2 separate regions of the Zea mays genome follow, and region 1 is linked to region 2. Evidence: chromatin contacts called from public Hi-C data. All regions are on one chromosome and are shown on one strand. The core of a region is the stretch at or near the end of the contact, and the rest is flanking DNA. Distances in the headings are between cores, read along the strand shown.

Evidence for each region. Hi-C and Micro-C count contacts between places; a contact is called where the count stands out from the background.
Region 1: a Hi-C map of tassel shows a contact between it and region 2, with 2.9 times the contacts expected there. The contact joins two enhancer-like sites. A contact is called at or near these places in 2 of 25 Hi-C or Micro-C datasets (ear and tassel).

The regions. Positions count from the first base shown.
Region 1 is chr4:25,417,035-25,422,743 of Zm-B73-REFERENCE-NAM-5.0, forward strand. LOC100274564 (auxin response factor) reads right to left here. Exons shown (of 15, transcript NM_001320123.1): 11 at 5,658-5,709; 12 at 4,660-5,579; 13 at 4,139-4,329; 14 at 3,832-4,048; 15 at 3,431-3,732. The coding sequence ends at 3,850. Among protein-coding and RNA genes, the nearest start is that of LOC100274564, 6.1 kb to the right of the region's middle. Within about 2 kb of position 3,462, at least 19 of the 20 cell types and tissues checked have an H3K27ac peak or open chromatin away from gene starts, as enhancers often do. A contact at or near this core is called in ear and tassel, where this site is marked.
Region 2 is chr4:25,259,391-25,265,054 of Zm-B73-REFERENCE-NAM-5.0, forward strand. No RefSeq gene overlaps it. Among protein-coding and RNA genes, the nearest start is that of LOC100216994, 17 kb to the left of the region's middle. Within about 2 kb of position 2,056, at least 9 of the 20 cell types and tissues checked have an H3K27ac peak or open chromatin away from gene starts, as enhancers often do. A contact at or near this core is called in ear and tassel, where this site is marked.

The sequences.
Region 1 (5,709 bases), core at 2,212-4,711, 160 kb after region 2:
CATTACATTATTTAAACCTAAGGATTGACTAGCTTGTATTTATCTTGTCCGTGTATATCTTTTTGGGTTATTATGGTTAGCTTATGCTATTGCTTTAACTTAATCAATGAACATGATGTGATTATTTATGATACGACGATGTTATCCCGATGTTGATATCGTGATACTCTAGGGGGCTCAGGCCTTTTCCTGAGTACCTCTCCGTAAGGACCAGTTCGTGGAGTGACCACCCGGGATAATAGTGCAACCATGAGGGTGGAATGGGACGCCCTTAGCTGATTAACTAGATGAACCTGGGGGTGTAGTTGGCTTTGTCTGAGGGCCGTCGATGGGGGTCGGGGCATAGTGCTCGCTCTGCCAAGGGGCGGTGTAGAGATTCATTCGATTTGGTTTTGTTAGTCACCCACCTTGGGGAGGTGTACTGCATTTGTACGACTGGTGAAACCTAACGAGCAGCTATGCACCAGAGGAGTCTTTGTAAAGGGTACGTAGTGAAACCTTGCCGACTCACCTTGGTAGTGTTTCAGGGTTTGATCGACCTGAGGCATAAAGGGATCACGACTTGTGGGTAAAGTGTGCAACCTCTGCAGAGTGTTAGAAACTGGTATATCAGCCGAGCTCACGGTTAAGAGCAGCCTTGGGATCCTCTTTGATTAGAAGAACTTTGGTTACTTTTATGATGATGGTTGATAATGTTGGTTATAATTCTGATCTTTGGTATTTCCTCTTAGAGGGAGTACTTTTGGGTAATAATTGGGTTTATTACTAAAACTTGGCTCTACTAATAGTAATAAATGTTTGACCAACTAAAAGCAACTGCTTAACCTCAACCCCACGGACAGCTAGTGCACTTTAGCCAAACGGGATATTTGTTGAGTATGTTGATGTGTACTCACCCTTGCTTTACAAACCACCCCACCCCAGGTTGTCCCCACTGTACTCAGTGCTCAAGAGGAGATGCTGGCAACATGGAGGACTTTGAGGAGTTCCAGGACTACGACGAGTTCTAGTTTTTCTTAGTGGCAAACCCCCCAGTCAGCTGCCTGTGTAGGCTTATCATCTACGTTTCATTTCTTCGCACTTTGATATTGTTGTTAAAGATAATGGTTATGTATTAGACTCTGTGGATGTCTTGGACATCTTGATGTAATTAAAGTACCTTTTCGCTATTTATTTCGAGCATTGTGTGATGATGTCCAATTATGTATTCGATGTGTACGTGAGTTTCTAATCCTGGCACGTACATGTTCGCATTCGGTTTACCTTTCAAAAACCGGGTGTGACACCCTTTAAGCAACATTAACTAACATGTTAAGTAATCCATATTGGATTAGGTAGAATCTAGATTAGATGGGTATGACCAGATTAGATTAGACAAGATCTAATTGATTTGGATTAGATCATAGTTGTTACACTGGATGTGGTAAGTAAGCTTATTTAGGACAAGATGAGTTTATAGGGATAAGATAGAATCTATTAAGATAAGATGGACATGTGACGCTAGATACATTTTAATGGGATAATCTAGGTTTTCTAATTATCTTATAATCATTTTTTTGCATATATGTATATGCAAATGCAATTGTGGATATTACTCCACAACTCATCACGCTCAATCAAAAAATCAAATCAGATAGGTATCATAAGAACAAGCATCCAAACTCATAGATATCTATAAAAAATAGTTTTGTTTTTGTTCCTAAGATTAGGTCTCCTATTCGTAAGGGGTCACTTTAGGTGCTGGATTCTAAGGTGTGAAATCCACTGTTGTCTTTAGAAGAGAAAATGTAAGAGTAATCAGAGTAAAGTAGCATTAGATGAGAAAAAGATCAAGAAAAGTTTATAAAGAATTAAAGTAGCAAATGTAAGTAAGGGTTGTTCAATTTTATCTAGGTTGCGTCCTGCAGTCAACATTTTTCTGATACCACTTCTGTCATATCCAAATTTTAAGTGAATCCAAACGCGAATCAAATGTGTGTTAACGCGAATCAAATGTGTGTTAAGATCACTCATGGTACAAAAACAAATGTGAATTAAATATACCGCTTGCAATTCGAACTACTGCAGCTACGGCTGAAAGCGGAGAATTTATTATTCGGGCACGCGCGACCAGGTTGACAGCTTCTTCCTCTGCTCTGTGACTCATGTCAGAACAAAATCACTGCCCCCGTCTTGAAGGCCGTGCACGCGCGCATGTGCGGCTGGATCTACTGCCGGCGGCGCGGTCGTTGCAGCCTCGGAAGGTAATAAGTATTACTACATTGCAGTGAAAAGCTTCGGCTGAGGATTGGATTGGATTGGATTACTGCTCTGGTCCAAGCTTCAGCTGAGCTGTGAAGCTACACTTGCTTCCAGTCCAGCCAGAAGCGAAGCTACACTCTAGTCTCTAGCTAGGGGTTATAGATGACCAATAAACACGAGGCCCGCTGTTTAGGCCCGGTCCGAACCCAGCACGACACGGTTCTATACGGGCCTGGGCCGACCCGGCACGAATAAGCGGGCCGGGCTCGGACAAGAAACTAGGCACGGTGGGATAGTCCGGCACGGCCCGTTTACCTCTAAGCACGTTAAGCCCATTTTTTTGCACTAAAATGTGTTTTCGGTCCATTTAGCCCGCTTTTCGGCACGTTTTTTCGTACGGCCCGTTTAGGCGCGCTACGGGTCAGACTTGGACTGAGATTTAAGCCCGCGGGCTTAGAAGGCCCGGCCTGGTTTCCTAACCATGCCTAACGGGCCGGACCCAAAACGGGTCGGGCTTCACTGGGCCCGGGCCGAGCCGTGCGGCCCGTTTGGCCATCTCTACTAGGGGTGCAAATTCACCTCCCCAAAAATAAAAATACAAAATCCATAGAACTGGTTAAAATTTCACCATATGCAAACCCTTAAAACAAATTCACACGGCAAATGCGCTATCCTCGTATTTGCTCTACCTTCGCCACGGTTTCCAGCGGGGCGTAGATTGAACGTGCTGGCAGGTATACCGTCCAAAGTGCTGCTGCGGCAGCGGCGGCGGCGGCGCACCGGCAGCTCGTCGCACGGCTAGGTTCGGAGGCTGTCAGACTTTGGGATACCGTCAGCAGAGGGCAGACGCAGCTCGCTAACTTTCCAACCGGCACCCCAAACCAAACCTTTCAGTTGTAGGTTACGACAGATGTGTCGTTTTCCAAGCCGACAGTATGGTGCGAATGTCATCGTCAACGTCGAGCACCATACTAGATCATCCATGGATATGGATCAGGCCAATCCAAACAAATCCGCACGCGCCAACGACAGACATGATGGCTAGTCTCCCGTATCAGCAGCCCGCAACAAAACCCACCGGGATCACAACACCATGATAACAAACATGAGCCACGGCCGACAACGAACCAAACCAAGCGCCACAACAAGCAGCTGGGATCTTGAGCAACCAGCACGGGGGCCCAGGGGTGACGATTAAGCAGATGATATATTAGAGTTGATGCAGGGAGGGGCAGTTATGTACAGCGCTTAGTGGGACTTCGTTTGCTAAGCATACATTAGGTAGGTGCGACCAGCTAAAACTTGCCACATCAGAAGGAGAAACCAAAACTGCAGGAAGGTCCAACCAACTCAGAACACCAGCTTTAGATACTACTACGGTGCGCTACGGGCTCATCCAATGCATATTAGAAAGGGGAAAAAAAGGCATTAAGCTCCGCTACAAGGAGATCTATGGATACATTTGCCTTGTTCTCTACTACTTGGGACGACCTGCCAAAAGAACAGCGGAGAACTCGTTCAGAATTATTATTATTATTATTATAACCATCAGGACTAGGTCCAGCTGCTATCCAAGTTGATCGCAATTACCAGCTAGCTGCCAAGGCATCAGCAGTTGTCGGAGTTAAGCGACGAGGCGGACTGGTAGCCGGGTGCCTCTCTAGCAGCAGCAGTAGATGCGGAGCCCCTCTCCGTCGAATTGGCGAGGCCGCTGTCCTCCGGCCTCGAGTTCAGGGCGCCCGGGTTCATGCGCTGGACCTCCTCCCTCGTGTACACGAAGATCTTGTGCACCATGCTGCAGAACTCACTGCCCACACAGCCAGGTCGACGCGCACAACACATCAGGGGCTTTTACGAGAGAACAACGGACGTCCGGCTGCTACTACTCGTTACTTACTTCCAGGGGTCGTCCCCGACCAGCATCATGTCGCCTTCGTAGTCGGTGTACACGACCATCCACTCCTTGCTACAGCCTTTCAGCTCGCCGTTGAAGTCGAACATCTCGTCCAGCTCCGCCACCAGCTCCGTGTAGCCGTTGAACTTGGTAAGGTCCACGGACCTGCCCAGCGCCATTCCTTGCTTGTGGACCTGGAACGGACAGCAGGCGTCGTTCATGCCAAAAAATATTTCTGCGGAAATATACCGCTCATGTGCCTAGCTAGCGCATGCAGCCACAGCAGCATTAAGTGGATACGTTTAGATAGTGCGTACAGACAGCCACAGCGTTCAGATGGCAAAAATCTACCATGCAGTTCAAACAGGGAGTAAATACGCACGTGATGGAGGTTCCATTTAGTTATGTCTGCGTGGTGCGCTAGGAAGCTAAAGAGGCTTTGCAAGTTTCTCTTGTAGCCTTGGAACATTGCAAACGAACATAGGAGATGCTTGGCATAGTAGTAACGAGAGAAAAAAACACACCTTCTTGCAGCTCCTAGTCGACCCGCCTTGTGATTTGCACTGTGTGCCCCTTGAAGCTTGTGGGCATCTCTCTGGGACAGGATCCACCTGTGTAGCACCGAGTTGCTTTGGCGTCTTGTGCGGCTCAGGGCTTTTGTCTGCGTCGATTCCGTCTGCCATCCACTTCTCAGCTGCCGGTGTGGCAACGCTTGGCGGAGACTTCAAAGGTTCAGATTTGGCTGGGCTGTCGAGATGGATTCCAAAAAGCTTGCACGAGTTGCCCTTCATTTTCAGAGCTTCGCCGTGAGCAAGGACCAAAGGTTGAGGCTTAATCACGCGTGGCTGGGCATCGTCCACGCGACCACCGGGTGTCGTGTGCCCAAACCATCCAGATGGGTATCGATCAATGCCTCGGCCAGGTAGTGCAGCATAAACTCCATTCCCAAACTTGGTGTTTGTACAACTCTGAGACATCCCACCGACTTCCTGGATCATTGGATAGCTCTGTCTGTTCATCCCAAAGCCAGTACTTGAAGGCATCATGGACCATGAACCAGGGAACAGATTGTGATTGCCTTGCTGGTCTTGGTAATGAGCGTTTACAGTGTGCCAGAAATTAGGACGTCCAGCGGCAATCTGATCAGGTAAAGAACAGAAACCCTGCGAATTCCGTGCACCTTCATTAGGTGGTTGATATCCCGATAACATTTCACTGTAACCATCAGGTCTGTTCATTCGCATCCAAATATCTGAACCCAGCTTCCTCTGCATGCCAATGGTGCTCTTGTCCAGATCAAAACCTGACGGTCGCAGGGAGGACTTATGAGCAGAGTCCAATTCACTGTTATCACCAAAAACACTTTTCGGGGCCACATTATCCTGGGTCTGCAAGGGCCTTTGCAGGGCATGTTGTTGAGTCTCTAATGTGACCTTTGGAGCAGCTAGAATGGGGTAAAACACATGCATTAGTAAAATTACCATACATCCTACCAAGTTTTGCACGCACGATGAAGTCAAACCTTCTTTTGTTGGAGCTGAAGACTCGGGCAGAGAAGCTACAGCATTAGAGCG
Region 2 (5,664 bases), core at 806-3,305:
TTGAAAAAAGGCGGGAAAACTTTCCACTGGCGGCTAAATAAAGAAAACCGCCAGTGAAAAGTGCATTTTCACTGGCGGTTTTCTTAAGGAACCGCCAGTGGAAATGCACTTTTCACTGGCGGTTCCTTAAGAAAACCGCCAGTGAAAATGCACTTTTCACTGGCGGTTCCTTAAGAAAACCGCCAGTGAAAATGCACTTTTCACTGGCGGTTCCAAAATAACCGCCAGTGGAAATGCTGATTTCCACTGACCCCTAGCACTGGCGGTACTGAAAAACGCCTGTGTAAATAGGTTTAGAACCGCCACTATAGAGCTTCTGTGTACTTCGCCGAGTACACCAGCATCCCGTGCGCCCACTTGCCCGTGCCGGACTGCGTCACCACGATTGTCGACAGCGAGCAGCCGCCGCCGCCCGCATCACTGGAGTTGATGCTGGTGAAGAGCACCAAGCAGGCCACGAGGATCGCGGCCGGCTGCTGCTGCTGCTTCCCGTCCATTTCTTTGGAGTCGGTCGGTAACGAAGAGTGCTCGCTGTGTGTGTTTTTTTCCCTTTCTTTCTCCTGTTAGGAGTGCAAGCAGGGTTGTTTGGGGTTGTGCATCGCATTTGCGTTTTGGTCGCTATTTATAGGCTAATATGCACTTGCGTGATAGTAAATAATAAGTTAAAGGGCCTTTGATTTTTGTGCCAAAAAAACTGTAAACATTTGTTTCCACGTTTCGAATATTAAGAAATCAATCAATCTATTCTCAGAAATGGTTAAGAGGTCTTTCAAAAATTAAGGTGCGCTACATCTCATCTATTCTCTATCTCTATCTCTACCTCTATTTTTTCTTTAAATCATTAGTTTCTTACATCGTTCATCATGCGTGAAGGACGTAGAACTTAGGATTAAGATTTAAGTGTGAAATTATTTATATGCCACAGCCCACGTACTATAGTTACTAGTCTAATATCGTGTTATCGCTACAGTTTCGAGGAGATGGAGAGGGGTCGCTGGCGCCCCCGCGAGGGAGGGGTCGGCGGCGACGACGTGGGGAGGGGGCGAGGCTTGTGGCAGCGACGAGCCGACGGCGCAAGTGAGGGGCGGTGGGGTCAGGGGGAGGAGAAAGATGTGACATGTGAGCGATGAAAGAGGAAGGATAATCTAAATAATATTGAGTAAGAGATAGGAGGTTTATCCAGCGATCTGAATTTTCGATTTTGATGGTGTGCTATGTGGGTGCAATTCGTTTGATGGATTTAAGAAAGGTTATGAGTGTCGGGTAATTTGGTTGTGTGAGTTTTGTAAAGTTTAAACTGATTAATCATATAGTGGTATAGATATGTTTTGTTTTCCAAGAGGCCTTTGGCTTTAATTAACCAGGAAAGAAACGGATCAAGAGGAAATTGATGTGTGCCGGATATCCTTTATTCATCCTTTTCCACCATATCTTAACTCGCCACCAATATTTGTCTAGATTTATTAGCATGTCAATAGTGATGTCACAAGAATATGATCTCTTCATTATAGACCCTAGAACGGTTTTCTAAATATAAGAAAAAATTGAGACTATATGATGCAATCTGAGCCTCTAGATCATAAATACAGTTAAGAGACAATAAGTATAAAAAGTCGTGAAAAGATGAACTCTTCGCAAAGAGTTTGTCTCTTAATTTTTTTCACTTAACACACTAGAGACCCCTAAAAAGACACTTTAATTATTATGGTTGTACATACCTTAAGATATGTTGTATTAATATCAATGAAGTGTTTAGTTTTCACCATCGTCATACGTCAAGTCTATTTTTTTTCTCACCCCTCCCCACTTTTGTAAAAATAAGGTAAAGTTATATGGTTCAAACATTGATTATGTTTATATTATATACTCACTCATATTATAATACAAAGTATATCTATGTGATATATAAAAATCGTAGCAATGCACATACATCTAATTAGTTTCATTATTAAGCGTTTAATAGAAAAAAAATGAGTTCGTTAGCACTACAATTTAGGCCCTACCACAGATGTTTTTCGATTAAGGCCTGTTGTGAAGATGTATAGGCCCAATTAGGTGGCCCATTCTCCGCACTGTTCAGCCATTGACATCTCCGTTTACGGACTTGCAGTTTGCAGGGCATTTGGTACCTGATACTAATTGCTAACAAAACCTGACATTATATAACAACGAAAATTGCAACAAAAAAATGTATCTACAACAAAAATCCATGCACATCTCGATTCTTCAAAGCCTAACACCAGTAGGTCTTCAACAGATATTATTAAAATTGAATTCCTCTACTTTAAATGAGTTTTGATCAAAAGAAATGAAACCGCACTTTGTACAATAGTACCGAGACACGGTACACCAATCATCAAATCATATTTGATGGTGACAGCGAGGGCTCAATAAAAAGCTAGTGTGATAGACTCCCATAAAAAATAAATAGAGGGATTAAATTTTATGCTTTTTATTTATCTAAGTATCTAGATCATATAATCCACATAATAATCTATGCTTTTTATTTGTCTCTTAACTTATTTAAGATTTAACTTATTTAAGATGGATTATATAATTCAGAGAGTAAATAAATATATAGGACCTTAATAGTGAGTAGGAAGTAAAATCCGATACTTATGGATACAAATTTGTTATGTACAGTAAGTTTTTCTCTATTTAAAATTCGACTATAGATAATATTGGTTGTGTTGGATAAGATATAAATAGATATCAACATTGCATATATATTTGACTTGAGCTATGTGACTTTAGATAAAGAGGTGTTTACATACACTAGAGCTAATAGTTAGTTGGCTAAAAAATATTAGTAAAATTAGCTAGCTAACAATATCTAACTAACTATTAGCTAATTTGCTAAAAATTGCTAATAATTGAAATATTAGCTAGAATGTTTAAATGTATTTAATTAATTTTAGCAGCAAACTAACTCTAGAGTATTCAAACACCCCCACAATGTAGAACACAAAAAATCCTGTTACGTATACATGTGGATAATAATTGTACTACTTATACTCTAGCATAAGCAAATAGCGAGTCCACTTTTCCTTTTATAGCATGAAATGACGTCCTAAGGCTTGTTTGGATACTCCTCGTACTCACCTCTATCCACATGTATTACATATGGATTGAGGTGAATATAGGAGTATCCAAACAAGGTATTAAGGGGTGTTTGAATGCACTAGAGCTAATAGTTATCGGTTAAGTTAAAGATATCCAAACAATCTAGCTAATAATTTAGCTATTAGCTATTTTTAGCAAATTAGCTAATAGTTAGTTAGCTATTTGTTAGCTAGCTAATTTCATTAGCATTTTTTAGCGAACTATCTATTAGCTCTAGTGCATTCAAACACCCCATAAGAACTCAAAGAATTCATGATTATCTTTCATAAAAATCAATGTGATGATAAGTTTTGTCTAAGGGCATGTAAATTTAGGGAGTTGCTAAAATATTTTAAGGTGTAAAAAATGTTTGTGTAAATTTAGAAAGCTAAATTTACATAACTATTAGAGAGGCTAGTGAAATTTAGGGACCTGCTTTACATAACAGTTTGTGCACCAATCATTTATTTTTATGTAAAGCAGGTCCCTAAAATTACGTGACTGTTATATAATTATAGATTTACAAAACCTTCATGTAAAGAAGGTCCCTAAATTTACATAATTGTTATATAATCATAGATTTAGGGAGTTGCTAAAACATTTTAAGGTGTAAAAATGTTTGTGCTCCAAAAGTTCTTTATTTATTAGTTGCTAATTTTTAAAGTTGTCCACATCAAAAAAAATAAGTAGGTTTGCTTTCTATTTTTAATTGAGTTGACGACAGAAATCCATATCATCAACAAACTTCCCTAGTTGTTGGAAGGTTAGAGTTATTGATGGAGATCAGGTGATGGTTGTGACAGGAATATGCCATCCACGGAGATGCTCATGGTGATGACGTGGAGGCAGCATTAAAGGTGCTCTATGGTGCCTCGACATAAGAGGTTGTCTAGTGGCAGCGTCATGTCATCTTGGATGGTGGAGATGGATTTGTGGTCACTAGGGGTGGTGGGACGACGTGAAACCGTTGCTAGAGTAGGCTTTTGCGATGGACTTAGGACCATGATTTCGACAGTCCCAACAAAGTTTTAAATGTAAGAATGAAATTGGGTTTTGTACGGAGTTTGCAAATTTAGGAACCCACTTTACATAACTGTTGGAGAAGAGTTTTTCTTGAAACTTCTTAGATTCATATTTAGGAAGTTTTTTACATAACTGTTGCAGATGCTCTTAGGGCCACATGTACAACCTAGAGACCTTGAAACGATTTTCCAATTACAAGAGACAACTAAGAGGCTGCATGATACAGCCCTAAGCCTTTAGATCATAAATACAGCTAAGAGAGAATATGTATGGAGAGTCATGTAGAGACATGTTCTTCACGAATAGCCTGTCTCTTGTACTTTTTTAACTAACCCTTTAAAGACCCCTTAAGAGGTTCCATATTAAATAGGGTTGTACATGTCTTTAGATTGTCTATATTTAAAAATTAGATGAACTAAAATTTAGTTGAACTAATGATTAAGATCACTTTTTAGTTAAATGGTATTTGGATGCATGGACTAAAAATGAACTACAAGCAATTTGTCAACTGATGGATACCTTTTGGTCCACTTTAATATATATTTGTCAACTAATAGCCAAATAGCTAGTTGATGTATGAGCTAAAGTTTAGTCCACTTTTAGTTCGGGATACCTATAGACTTAAGTTAGGTAAAGTCCAGTTTGAGATATTTAACCATGCCCTAACTTAAACTATCTTCAACATCTTATCCATTCTACATCCTATCACATCTTCTATTTCAAACTTTACTCTATGAACAGTGCATCCTACAGTACAAAATAATGTTTTGTATGACCATATACACGATCTGCTGGAGACAACCTTATAAAAATATAATAAGGAATCTCAATGTATCTCCTATAGGTGGACCTATTCTCATCCTACTTATGAGTGCCGGTGGACAAACAACCTACTCTAGCATGCACTAGTCGTGCCCCCAAAAACTACAAGGCCCTCAAATGCTCCTTACAAGCCATCACTATTAGGGCTATTCTCCAAGCCTATAATTTTATGTTTTCCACCATTCCTGTCTCGCTTCGATCCAGGTCCCAACTCTATTGGAGAGTCGGAGGGGACTTCAAATTTAGTGGAGTGATTATTAGGATTTGCTAATTGTAAGATTAAGAACTTCAATTTGTAAGATTAAGTAGCAAGTGTGCATCCGCCTTTCTTAATAGGTTTGTTTAGATCAAGTGAGACTTTATGATTGTTACTCTTTGAGAGCACCTAGAGGGGGGGTGAATAGGTGATCCTGAATAAACTTAACTTATAGCCACAAAAACTTGTTAGGGGTTAGCACAATAATTGCCAAGTGGCTAAAGAGAAGATCTTGCACAATACGACAATCACAGAGAATTCAACACAGAGGAGACACGGTGATTTATCCCGTGGTTCGGCCAAGTACAAAACTTGCCTACTCCACGTTGTGGCGTCCCAACGGACGAGGGTTGCAATCAACCCCTCTCAAGCGGTCCAAAGACCCACTTGAATACCACAGTATTTTGCCTTGCTTATCTTTATCCCACTTGCGAGGAATCTCCACAAATTGGAGTCTCTCG